3 separate regions of the Sus scrofa genome follow, and all the other regions are linked to region 3. The links are chromatin contacts, called in public Hi-C maps. All regions are on one chromosome and are shown on one strand. The core of a region is the stretch at or near the end of the contact, and the rest is flanking DNA. Distances in the headings are between cores, read along the strand shown. Region 1 overlaps KIRREL (kin of IRRE-like protein 1). Region 2 overlaps KIRREL (kin of IRRE-like protein 1). Region 3 holds the start of KIRREL (kin of IRRE-like protein 1).

Region 1 (3,639 bases), core at 372-2,871, 37 kb before region 3:
AAATAAGAAATAACAAGATAAAAAGTAAACTAAAGGGAGTTCCCTTCGTGGCTCAGCGGTTAACCCAACTAGGATCCATGAGGTTGCGGGTTCGATCCTTGGCCTTGCTCAGTGGGTAAGGATCCAGCGTGGCCGTGAGCTGTGGTGTAGGTTGCAGACATGGCTTGGGTCCCGCCTTGCTGTGGCTGTGGCATAGCCCAGCAGTGGCAGCTCTGATTCGACCCCTGGCCTGGGAACTTCCATATGCTGCGGGTGTGGCCCCCAAAAGCAAAAATAACTAATTTAAGAAAGAACTGATCTGTCCCCCCTCTGAGCTTCCTGGTGATGTTACAAAGCGACTCCCCTTCTACTGCCTTGCAGTAGACACAAAGGTACTGAGGACCTACTGTGTGCCAAATGCTTGCTCCTGATCTAGCCTCTCCACAGCTTTGTGTTCAGTTACATTATCTCTATTTCACAGAAAGGCCTTAGAGCTGGATAGTTAGTTAGCAGCAGGATTCCCAGACCAGGCTGTCTGCTGTACCCCCAGCTATGCTTGTCACGTCTGAGCCATGAAACTTCAGACAAGTTACTTAACTTCTCTGTGCCTCAGATTCTTCTTCTGTAAAATGGGGATGACAAAATACCCATCTCATAGGACCACCGAAGATTATGAATGCATAATGCATAAATGCAGTAATATCATTTAGAAAGGTGCCTGGCTGCCCCATGGTTAACGCACATGGAAACAGATGCCTGGAAATTTGCTCAGGACTTAATAATAAGCTGTATAGCTGGGATGATAACCAAGTGTGTCTGACTTTAACATCTATGCTCTGTCCACTTTTCTTTTCTTTTCTTTTCCTTTTTTTTGTCTTTTATCTTTTCAGGGCCGCACCATCGGAGGTTCCCAGGTCCAATTGGAGCTGTAGCCACTGGCTTATGCCAGAGCCACAGCAACTCCAGATCCAAGGTGCGTCTGTGACCTACACCATAGCTCACGGCAACGTCGGATCCTTAACCTACTGAGCTCGGCCAGGGATCGAACCTGCAACCTCATGGTTCCTAGTCGGATTTGTTTCCGCTGTGCCAAGATGGGAACTCCTGTCCACTTTTCCATACAGGGCCTTACTCCCTTGGATTTCCCTAAGTATACCATCCCCTGTTGCTCCCACATCCCCATTAGGTTATAAGCCACTCAGGGGACAGTGGTGGTCTCCCCCTTCCCCTCTGTCCTCCATGGCCCTAGTGGGTGCATGGTTAGCATGAGCACAGATACGCAAGTCCGGGGGTTAGTATGTATGAAACCCAGCTCCTATGATACCCAGCGGGACAGGAGCAAGGGGGATGTTGGAGCCACATGAGGCTAGAGTTTCACCCACCTCTAGCTGACCTTCTGTGCCTTTGAGCTTCAAGGTGAAGCATCAGTACCAGGCAGTAATACTGGGCAGTGCAAAATGCCCCATGGAGGGCCTGGGAGAAGAAACCCCTGCCTGCAGCTCCCTCCTCTCCTTCCCCCCCACTTCTCCTGAGGTCTTGAGCTTTCTCAGGATGTCCCCAAGAGGACAGCAGTGCCACAGGGCCAAGAGCAATGGATGCACCTCCTCCCACCACCTCACCAGGGGCTGGCAGTGTGCCCAGTCTGGGGGAGGCCTGGTCAACTGGGGCAAGGGCCTCATCTGCCATCCTGCAGGCTCAGCACTCCTACCTGCCCCCACCCCACACTCCCCTGCCATTTGGCCAAGCCGAGGGCATTTCTTCAGCCCTCCTGACCTCCTCCTGTTGGGAGGATGGAGGCATAATTAGTGCGTTTCTCCTGGGGAGTGGGAGAAGCTGCGTGGCTCATTAAACCAGCCATGCATGCCTCTGCTGCCGCTCCCTCCCCGATTTCTGCCTGTTTTCGCCTGCCCTCTCCTCTCTATCTCCTTCGCTCCCTTTCCCTCTCCCGTCCTCTCCCGCTCTGGCCTCCACTCCTCATCCCCTGGTTCTCCTTTCTCTTTTCTGTATCACTCTTGGCTGCATCTTTCTGTCCTCGTCTCACTCTTTCTCCCCTTCTTTCTCTGGCTATTTTGCTTTTCTCTGGCCTTTCCTTCCTGTTGTCTCCCAAGATGACCTTTTCTTATCTTTTCTTTTCTTTTGCTTTTTAGGGCCACATCCATCGCATATGGAAGCTCCCAGGCTGGGGTTGAATGGGAGCCCCAGCCGCAGCCACGCCAGATCTGAGCCCCGTCTGCGACCTACACCACAACTCATGGCAACGCCAGATCCTTAACCCACCAAGCAAGGCCAAGGATTGAACCCGCCTCCTCATGGATCCTAGTCAGGTTCATTACCGCTGAGCGACAATGGGAACTCCCCATTATCTTTTCTAGATTCCCACCCCCCGCCACAGTTTTCAGACTCAGACCTCTCTCTGGGCCTCCTGCCCTCCCTGCAGCATCTTCAGCCTCAGAATCCTATTTCCTTGCTCCTCTGGTTCTTTGGCTCCATTTCTTTCTTCTGCTTTCTTTATTTTCTAGCTCCCTTTCTTGGTCCACTTCTCCTATTTCTCTCCTTCCCTTTTCTCACTGTGTTCCCTTCATTTCAGGGCTTCCTATCTCCCCCTTTCCCACCTGGTGCCTCCACCACACTGAAAGAAATGTCTGTTTTGAGGAATTTGTATCCGTCTGTCCTTTGCCTGGTGGGAGGAGAGGATGGGGGTCCACTTGGGGGAAGACGCTTGTGACGCTTCTCATCCTGAGCACCCCGCTGCATTCAGAATCCACCAGTTAGTTCCAAGTATGAAACCCAGGAGTTTCCATTATGGCTCAGCGGTAATGAACCTGACTGGTATCCATGAGGACACAGGTTCGATCCCTGGCCTCGCTCAGTGGGTTAAGGATCTGGCATTGCTGTGGCTGTGGTGTAGGCTGGCAGCTGCAGCTCTGATTAGACCCCAAGCCTGGGAACCTCCATATGCTACAGGTGCAGCCCTAAAAAAGACAGAAAACAAATATGAAACTCAGTGACGGGGGATAATAGCTTGTGGAGTCAAGGTCAAGGAGGGGAAATGCAGTGATGCCTCCTCCACATGGAGGAAGCAGTTACAAAGGGACATGCTTTCTGGAGGAGTTACCCTGGGCCGCCTTGGTAAGAGGGTGTCTGCCAGCCACACCTGGGCTGCCCACAACTGCTGGGAGGACCTCTTTTTTTGGTGTAGTTCCCTCAGCTGAGGGCAAGCACTTCCAACCTTTGAACAATTACTATCTTGGTTTTGCCACACCACCCTCTCTCCTAAAAATGGAGCTGGTGGTGAGCTGCCTTTAATTCTGGGGTCAGGGTGGATCCTGCAAAGCCATGGGGGGAACACTCGCCTTAGGGAAAACATCTGGATTCCCTCTGTCAGGTCTCTGTTTCAAGTCCCTCTCTACAAACCTTTATGCTTTTAGATGTGATTTTTGCTTATTTGTTTTTTATGGCCACACAGGGGCATATGGAAGTTCCTGGGCCAGGGATTGAACCAGAGACACAGCTGTGCAATGCCAGATCCTTTAACCTGCTGTGCCAGGCAGGGATCAAACCCGCACCTCTGCAATGACCAAGACGCTGCTGTCGGATTTTTTTTTTTTTTTTTTTTTTTTTCTTTTTAGGGCCACCATAGCAGCCTATGGAAGTTCCCAG
Region 2 (3,708 bases), core at 674-3,173, 56 kb before region 3:
TTATTTATTTATTTATTTATTTATTTATTTATTTTTAGGGCCACACCTGCGTATACGGACTTTCCCAGGCTAGGGGTCGAATCAGAGCTGCAGCTGCTACAGCCACACCAGATCCAAGCCACATCTGCAAACTACACCGCAGCTTGTGGTAACACCAGATCCTTAACCCACTGAGTGAGGCCAGGGATTGAACCCGCATCCCTCATGGATCATAGTCAGGTTCTTAACCCGCTGAGCAAGAAGAGGAACTCCCTGTATGCTTTAAAAATAAAACCGTGACTAAGTATGGCACTTTCCTGAATTCTGTAAATTCCATCAGATTACTGAATCTGCAGGAGCTGTGGGAACCCTTGAATTTGTAGCCAGTTGGTCAAAAGTATGGGTGGCCTGGAATGCTTTCCCTCCTGAATAGGTCTGCTCCCCTATCCGCTTTGGTCCTCTCAATTATCACCTAAATGGTAAGTGTTTCCCTAATCACAGCCCCAGCACACTCTGAATTCCCTTTGTCGCTTTATTGTCCCTTAATATCCAACTTACCATATAACATACAGACTACTTTAGTATCTTTCTCCCTGACATGAAGCTTATAAGGTCCAAGAGGATAGGAATATCCACCCCCTGCTTTGTTCACTGCTGTATCCTTGACACTTAGAAAAAGTACCTGGTACTTAAGGCAGGGTCCATGGCCTCTTTGCTCACTTTTATAAACTGAGCATGTAGCACAGTCCCTGGCATCAAACTGGCACCCTGTTCACATCTGCTAAATGAATGAATACTCAAGACATCAAGCTTGTCGTTTTGCATGGATGATCTCCCTGAATCTTCAACACCTACCAATATGACATATTATTTGCCAGGTCTGTGACCTACCCCGCAGCTCACGGCAACGCTGGTTCCTTAATCCACGGAGCGAGGCCAGGGATCGAACCCACAACCTTATGGTTCCTAGTCGGATTCGCTTCTGCTGCGCCACAATGGAACTCAAAGACACATTAGTATCTTAAAGAAATTAAGTAATTTGCTGAACGGCACAAAGCTAGGGATTTGCTATGCTGGGATGGAAAAATAGGATTAAACGCTGGCTCTTTTTGGCATCCAAGAGCATGAGCCTAAACTCAGCGCTGCATTGCCTCCAGGGTAAAGCAACCATGGACAAGTGAAGTAACCCCTCTGAGCCTCAGTTTCTTTTATCTACCAAATAGGACCACAAAGATTAGGGGAACTGAAGTATGTGACGTGCTAAGGCGACTACATGCCTTGGCAATGGGAGCTATTAGTAGCTGTCGAGATGGCAGAGGGACAGGAAGCTGCCTTAGGCCTTTGAGCATCCACACCGTGGCTCTCCACTCACCGAAGCTAGTTCGTCATTGGCACCTTCCCTCCCCTAGGAGGTACCTGGTGTCCTTGCAGGAGCAGCCCCTGGTCAACAGGCAAGGGCTTCCAGAAGCCCCAGTCCCCTAGGAGCCCCCAGAGCTTGTCTTGGGGGGCAGCGCAGGGCAGGGAGGGGAGGGCACTAGCACAGGGGGAGAGGCTTCACCTCCAGACTATGGCTCTCAGCGCCGGGCCCCAACCTTCTCAGTGCCTCTCCGGAAGGCACATTTTCTGCTCTGTTTCCTCCTCTCTCCATAAGCAGGGACGCAGGAAAGCAGAAGCCTCCTCCACAGCCCCTGTAACAGGGTCCCCAGGCTAGGGGAAGAGGATGAGGAGACGTGGTCATGGGTGGAGAGGGAAGGGGTTTACTTGGGGAGCCCCGTCTGACTTCCTAAAGCTACCCTTCGGGCTCCCCAGAACTGTCAGTGTTCCCAGACACAGAGGCCTTTGTGCCCTGAAAGGGAGCAGCCAGGCAGAAAGACAAAGGCCATATCTGATCCCGGGCTGGGGTGGAGGCCACAGGTTGGGGGAAGGGAGGAATGCAGAGGGGCCAGCAAAGGGCAGAGGTAAACAGGAGCAGGGAGCGGGGAGGGGTGGCCTGGAGTCCGCTGTAAGAGGGGAGGTGAGATGCCAGCTGGTCACCAGGATACCCTGCACGAGTGTCACCATTTTTGTTTTTGGGGTTTTCCCCATACACGCTTTCCCCAGGGCGGATCTCAAGGCCCGCTTTGCACACAGCTTCTCCCAGTCTCCCCACCATCCACACCCTCACAGTCCATGTTGGAGGGCCCCCATCAGGAGTAACAATCCTTTACAGGACATGCAATAATATACCACAAAGAGATAGGGCAGCTGGTGGTGAGGGGCACAGGCCAGAGCCAGCCTATGTGGCTGGCTGCACAACCCGTCTGCATTCGTGTTCTCAGTTACACAACTGGGGAGAGTGCCCGCTCCCGCCTGGAGTTGTTGGGAAGGTTTCAGGAGGCAGCGAGCACAGAAGAGCACCTGGCATTTACTAAGAACTCTACAAACACTGGCTATGGTTACAGCCTTGCAGATTATTAAGCACTTTCATTCCTAGTTCCACCTCATCTCAACAGCCCCAAGAGGAAGGGACGAGCCTCCCATATTACACTCGTGGCAACTGAGGCAATGGCATAACCAAGGCTGCAAATGCTTCTGGCCAGTGTCAAAGAACCCTTCTGGGAGTTCCCTGGTGGCCTAGTGGTTAAGGATCTGGTGTTGTCAGTGCTGTGGCTTGGGTCTGATTCTTGGGAAAGTCTGCATGCTGCAGGTGCAGCAAAAAAACAAACAAAATAACCCCTTCTGAAGAGCCTAGCTGCCTCCCAATGAAACACAAAGTGGTTGGAGGGTGCAAAGGTCACACACCCCATGCCCTGGACATCCAGGCTGGGTCCCTCTTACCTGCATGCTCACCTGGAAACCTCGCTTAGTTATCAATTCGCACATTCACACACTCACACACACACACACACACACACATGCACACACACACGCACTCCCTTGGGCAAGGGCCATACCACCACAAATCTGAGCTTAGGATTGCAGGGCAGTGATCGCAGCCCTGGGCCTGCCTCTGGGTCTCTGGTTTCCGAAGGGCTTTATTCCCCTTCTTGGCCCTCATCTCATGCCTCCCCATTGACATCCTGAGCTTAGGAGTGCAGGGCAGTGCAGCAAATTCTCTGATCATCTGTGAAAGCCCTTGAACTCTGCTCTTACCTCCTTCCCAGAAAGAAACTCTGAACCTGACCAACTGCTTAACTGCCCCATCTCCAGCTCTCCAAACACACTCCCTCCCTCTTCTCCAACCAAGTTGCTGCCCACGATGACAGCTCAACTTCTAACACCATACAAAACACACAAAAGTGCTTCCCCATTATCTCCCGGCACAGATGAGAGGTGGACTCGGCCACTGTCCTGCACACGGTAGTGGGTAATGGGGCTGAGGGTGGACTCTGGTTCTTCTGGGAGGGAATTAACGCAAGGGATCTGAAGAGACAGGAGAGGGAGGTGGAGAGAAACCATTCTCTCCCTGGTGGTTAAGCTCCACAATGAAGAGACCTGAGTGTCAACAAGCAAAAGGAAGAGCCCAGTGCCAGCCCTGCCCAAGGCCCGACTCCTCAGATGCTCAGAGCCCACCGCTCCCACCAGGGACTCTACTACCATTCCTGTCCCTTGTATCGGAGCCTCCACCAGTACCTCCTTGAGGGGCTCTTCCCTGGAGGACCTGGACCCCTTCCTCCCCCTCCATCTCACCTCAAATCAATTGTCAATTCCAACTCAATAATACTTTTTCTTGGAGTTCCCGTCATGGCG
Region 3 (3,464 bases), core at 100-2,599:
TTCCTTAGAGTCAGCCCCAGGAGACAAAAATCCACTCCCACAGACCCCAGTCTTGGCTGGAGTCTGGGCCCTGGATTTCTTCAGTTCCCCTGGCGGCCGCACGCGTCCCCTCCAGCCCAGCCTCAGGACACACTAACATTCTCATCCCCCTCCACCTCCCAGCCTCTCCCCTGCCAGTCCCAAAAAGAGCCCCGGCCATCCCCACTTTCCTGACCCCAAGTGGGGTGTTAGTTCCCCTGCAGGTGCCCCTTTCCATATCGCGCGGGCCTGAAGCTGCCTTTGGAACTCCGCTCCCGAGCCGGAGCCTCCGCGGGCAGGGGTTCAAATCCCCACCAGAGGCCCGGAGGCAACCCTCCCTTCCCCTGGAGGGGGCAGCCCCAGGCAGTCAGGAGCCGCGGCTCAGGCTCAGAACCCCCACCCCCACCCCGCCCCAGGGGTTCGGCTGGATGGAGGACAGGGATTCCCTCAGCTCCATCTTCCGGAGCAGGGGGTCCTCGGCTTTCCGCGCACCGCGCACCGCGCACCTCCCACCTCCCAGCATCTGAAATCCCACCCTCTCCGCAGCCTTCCCCCGGCCAGGACCCAGGCGTCCGGACTCCTGGCCTCAGAGGGTGGAGGCAGGCAGGGCTGCCAGAGGCTCCGGAAAAGACTTGGAGCCTCCGGATCCCTTTTCCACTCCGACCCCCGGCCCCCGCGGCCCCGATTCTCCGTTCTCCCGCGCAGCCAGAGGAAACAACTTGGGCAAATCAACGGAAAACTCCTCCGCGCCGGGCCCCGTTACTCCGCGCCCCCTCCCCCGGGACTCCGCGCTGGGCCCCAGCCCCCGCCTCGTGGCGTCTCCGACCGCCGGGACCTGCCGCGGGCCGCCCCCCCCCCAGTGCTCCCCACGGCGGGGGCGCAGAGCCCGGCCGGGGGGGTGGGGGTGGGAGCCGAGGGCAGCCGCGGGCGGGGGGCCCTTACCTTGGGAGAAAGTATCGGAGAGAGTGAGGATCCAGACGAGGAGGCTCAGCATGCTGTCCGCCCGCCGTGCGCCCGCCCGCGGCTGGGGCCCGGAGTTGGCGAGGGAGCGAGAGGAGCGGGCTGCGGAGGAGGGGAGCCCGGGAGCCCGCCCCCCACCGCCCGCGCCCGCCCCTACACACTCACACGCACACTCACTCGCGCGCACAAACTCACTTCCCTTCCCTCCGCTTCTCTTTATCTCTCTTTCCTCCCGGTCCCGTCCCTCTCCGTCTCCCCACCTCTCTCTCCCTCTTCTCTCTCTCCGCCCCCCTCTGTCCTTCCCCTCTCCCCTTTATTATTTCTCGCCTCTAGCTTTATCTCTCGGGGTCTCTTTCGGTCTCTGCTCTCCCTTTCTCTCCCCTTCTCTTCCTTCCCTCTCTCCCTCCTCTGTCCCTCCTCCTGACGTCTACTCTCCCTCCGACGGCGCCTCCCTCCACAGCCCTCCCCCCCCGCTCCCCCCACCGTGCGCGCGCGCGTACACACACACACACACACACTCACTCACACCCCTCGCTGGAACTGAGATGGACAGAGACCAAAAGAGAAAGCGGTGGAGGGCAAAAGGGGTAATGAACGTGACAGTCGCGGGCGCTGGGACGGCCGGATCCCTGCCCACCCGCACCTCCCCCCCATTTATATACACAACCTTAGTCCCGGGCTACGGAGCTAGGCATCAGATTGGGGAGGCGGGGCATGGGCTGAGGACGAGCCTTTAGCCCAGGGAATGACTGTGATGGGAAGGGTGTGTGAGTGTTTGTGTGTGTTTGGGTGTGTGTAAGCGTGTATGGGAGAGGAGGGGGTGGGCAGGCGCTGGTTCATGGAATCGAAAAGCATCAAATCTTTTTTTTATTTGTCAATTCCACACCCAGAATCTAACCCCTAGATCCCCCAAATTGGGAATTCTCAAAAGACTCATGAAGGTTAGGGGTGGAGAGGGATACACACTTCTTCCCACCTCCAAACCCCAAAGCTGGAGAATCCTAGAATTCTTGGACCTGCCCAGAGCCCCTGCCTCGGGGCCTCGCCGAGCACACAGTGGGACCAGACTGGGTTGGAGTCCTCAGCTGACTGGGGAGAGGCACAGTGGACTCCTGCCTTTGTTTATCTTGGGCACCTACCCATCCAGAGGAGAAAGGAGCCAACTGGAAGGCTTCAGAGGCCAAGGAGAGGGCAGCCACACGAAGATCTCCAAGCATAGAGTTGGAGATCCTTTGGGGTGGAGAGAGCTGGCTACAGGGAAGGGAGAGAAGTCCTAGTGAGAGGGATGAGGGCTTTCAGGAAGGGTTTCCTCTTTCTTAAAGGGCTCAGCTTAACACACAACCTCTCTCCCAAACTCCTTGATTCTGCATCTCACAGGGTTGGGGATGCTTGACCGCTGGGTCCTAGGGAGTGAGCTGAGGAGAAATAACAGAAATTGTACAGGAATTGCACAACTTTACAGTATTGTATTGGTCTGGAGAGGTCTCCTCTTCTTTCCTCCCAGATTCCTGGGTCCCTAACTCTACCCGCCAAGATTTCTGGATTTCAGCCCCGGAGCAAAGGCGCATGGCTCTCTGGTGCCCCCTGCTGGTTATATGCTGTTACAACACCTTCCACAGATTCTGACGCCAGCCTGAATGGTCCAAGCACATCCACATGTAGAGGACACAGAAACACAGACAGAAAAACACAAAAACTCATATTCAGAAACACACTATGCACAGACCCAGAGAGTCCTCCATATATTCAAAACCACATATGTACAGGCTAACAGACGGTTTAAAAACAAAGAGCATTCCTAACCCAGAGAAATGGGAATATAATCACAAATTCCTACAAACAGCCACACACCAACGTGCAGATACATAAGGGTTTTCCATTTACTCATCCATTAATCATGAATTCCGCAGATATTTCTTCAGTGTCTGCTCATGTTCAATCACAATTCTAGGCCTCGAAGATATAACAGTGAAAATAGATTTTTTCCCCTTTTTTCCTTTTCCTTTTCTTTTTCCTTTTCTTTTTTTTTTTTTTTTTTTTTTTTTTTACTATTTAAACAAAATCCTTTCCTCAGAGTGTTCCATTCTGGAGAGCAGGAAGAGGCAGCAGAAAAATATAAAATACACCAGGTTGTAGTAAATGCCATGAGAGACCAACAAAGCAGGATGCAGTGAGTAGGGAATGAAAGAGTGGGAGAAACTAATACTCTTACAGGTAGTCAGGGAAAACTGTTCTGCTAAAGTAACATTTTAGCAGAGGCCTGAAGGGATTGAGAGATGCAGGTGTTCAGGCATCTGAGGGGAGCATGTAGCAGGTACCCTACAAGTGTCCTGAGGGAGGGGTGTTCTTAGAGTATCAGTGAGACAGCCTTGTCCCTGTTCATTCTGCACAAAGGTGCAGAAGGAGGCCCGTGGGGATATGATTTAGGAAAATGTTTAGAAGAAAAAGTCCAGAGAAATGGAAGAGAATATTCTTAGCATAGTGAG

The links. Hi-C and Micro-C count contacts between places; a contact is called where the count stands out from the background.
Region 1: a Hi-C map of retroperitoneal adipose tissue shows a contact between it and region 3, with 1.8 times the contacts expected there. The contact joins the enhancer-like site here to the promoter of KIRREL in region 3. A contact is called at or near these places in 17 of 47 Hi-C or Micro-C datasets (alveolar macrophages, brain, embryonic fibroblasts and 11 more) and 1 of 2 datasets of contacts at active chromatin or transcription factors (skeletal muscle).
Region 2: a Hi-C map of epiblast stem cells shows a contact between it and region 3, with 2.0 times the contacts expected there. The contact joins the enhancer-like site here to the promoter of KIRREL in region 3. A contact is called at or near these places in 12 of 47 Hi-C or Micro-C datasets (embryonic fibroblasts, epiblast stem cells, fetal skeletal muscle and 7 more).

What each region holds. Positions count from the first base shown.
Region 1 is chr4:92,252,305-92,255,943 of Sscrofa11.1, forward strand. All of the region lies in intron 1 of KIRREL (kin of IRRE-like protein 1), which reads right to left. Among named protein-coding and RNA genes, the nearest start is that of KIRREL, 37 kb to the right of the region's middle. Within about 2 kb of position 1,622, at least 8 of the 83 cell types and tissues checked have an H3K27ac peak or open chromatin away from gene starts, as enhancers often do. A contact at or near this core is called in omental adipose tissue and retroperitoneal adipose tissue, where this site is marked.
Region 2 is chr4:92,233,353-92,237,060 of Sscrofa11.1, forward strand. The region is part of intron 1 of KIRREL (kin of IRRE-like protein 1); the gene reads right to left. Among named protein-coding and RNA genes, the nearest start is that of KIRREL, 56 kb to the right of the region's middle. Within about 2 kb of position 1,924, at least 7 of the 83 cell types and tissues checked have an H3K27ac peak or open chromatin away from gene starts, as enhancers often do. A contact at or near this core is called in epiblast stem cells, where this site is marked.
Region 3 is chr4:92,289,538-92,293,001 of Sscrofa11.1, forward strand. KIRREL (kin of IRRE-like protein 1) reads right to left here and starts at 1,350. Exons shown (of 15, transcript XM_013996914.2): 1 at 961-1,350. The coding sequence starts at 1,012. LOC106510123 (a long non-coding RNA gene) reads right to left here. Exons shown (of 5, transcript XR_002343388.1): 5 at 1,783-2,611.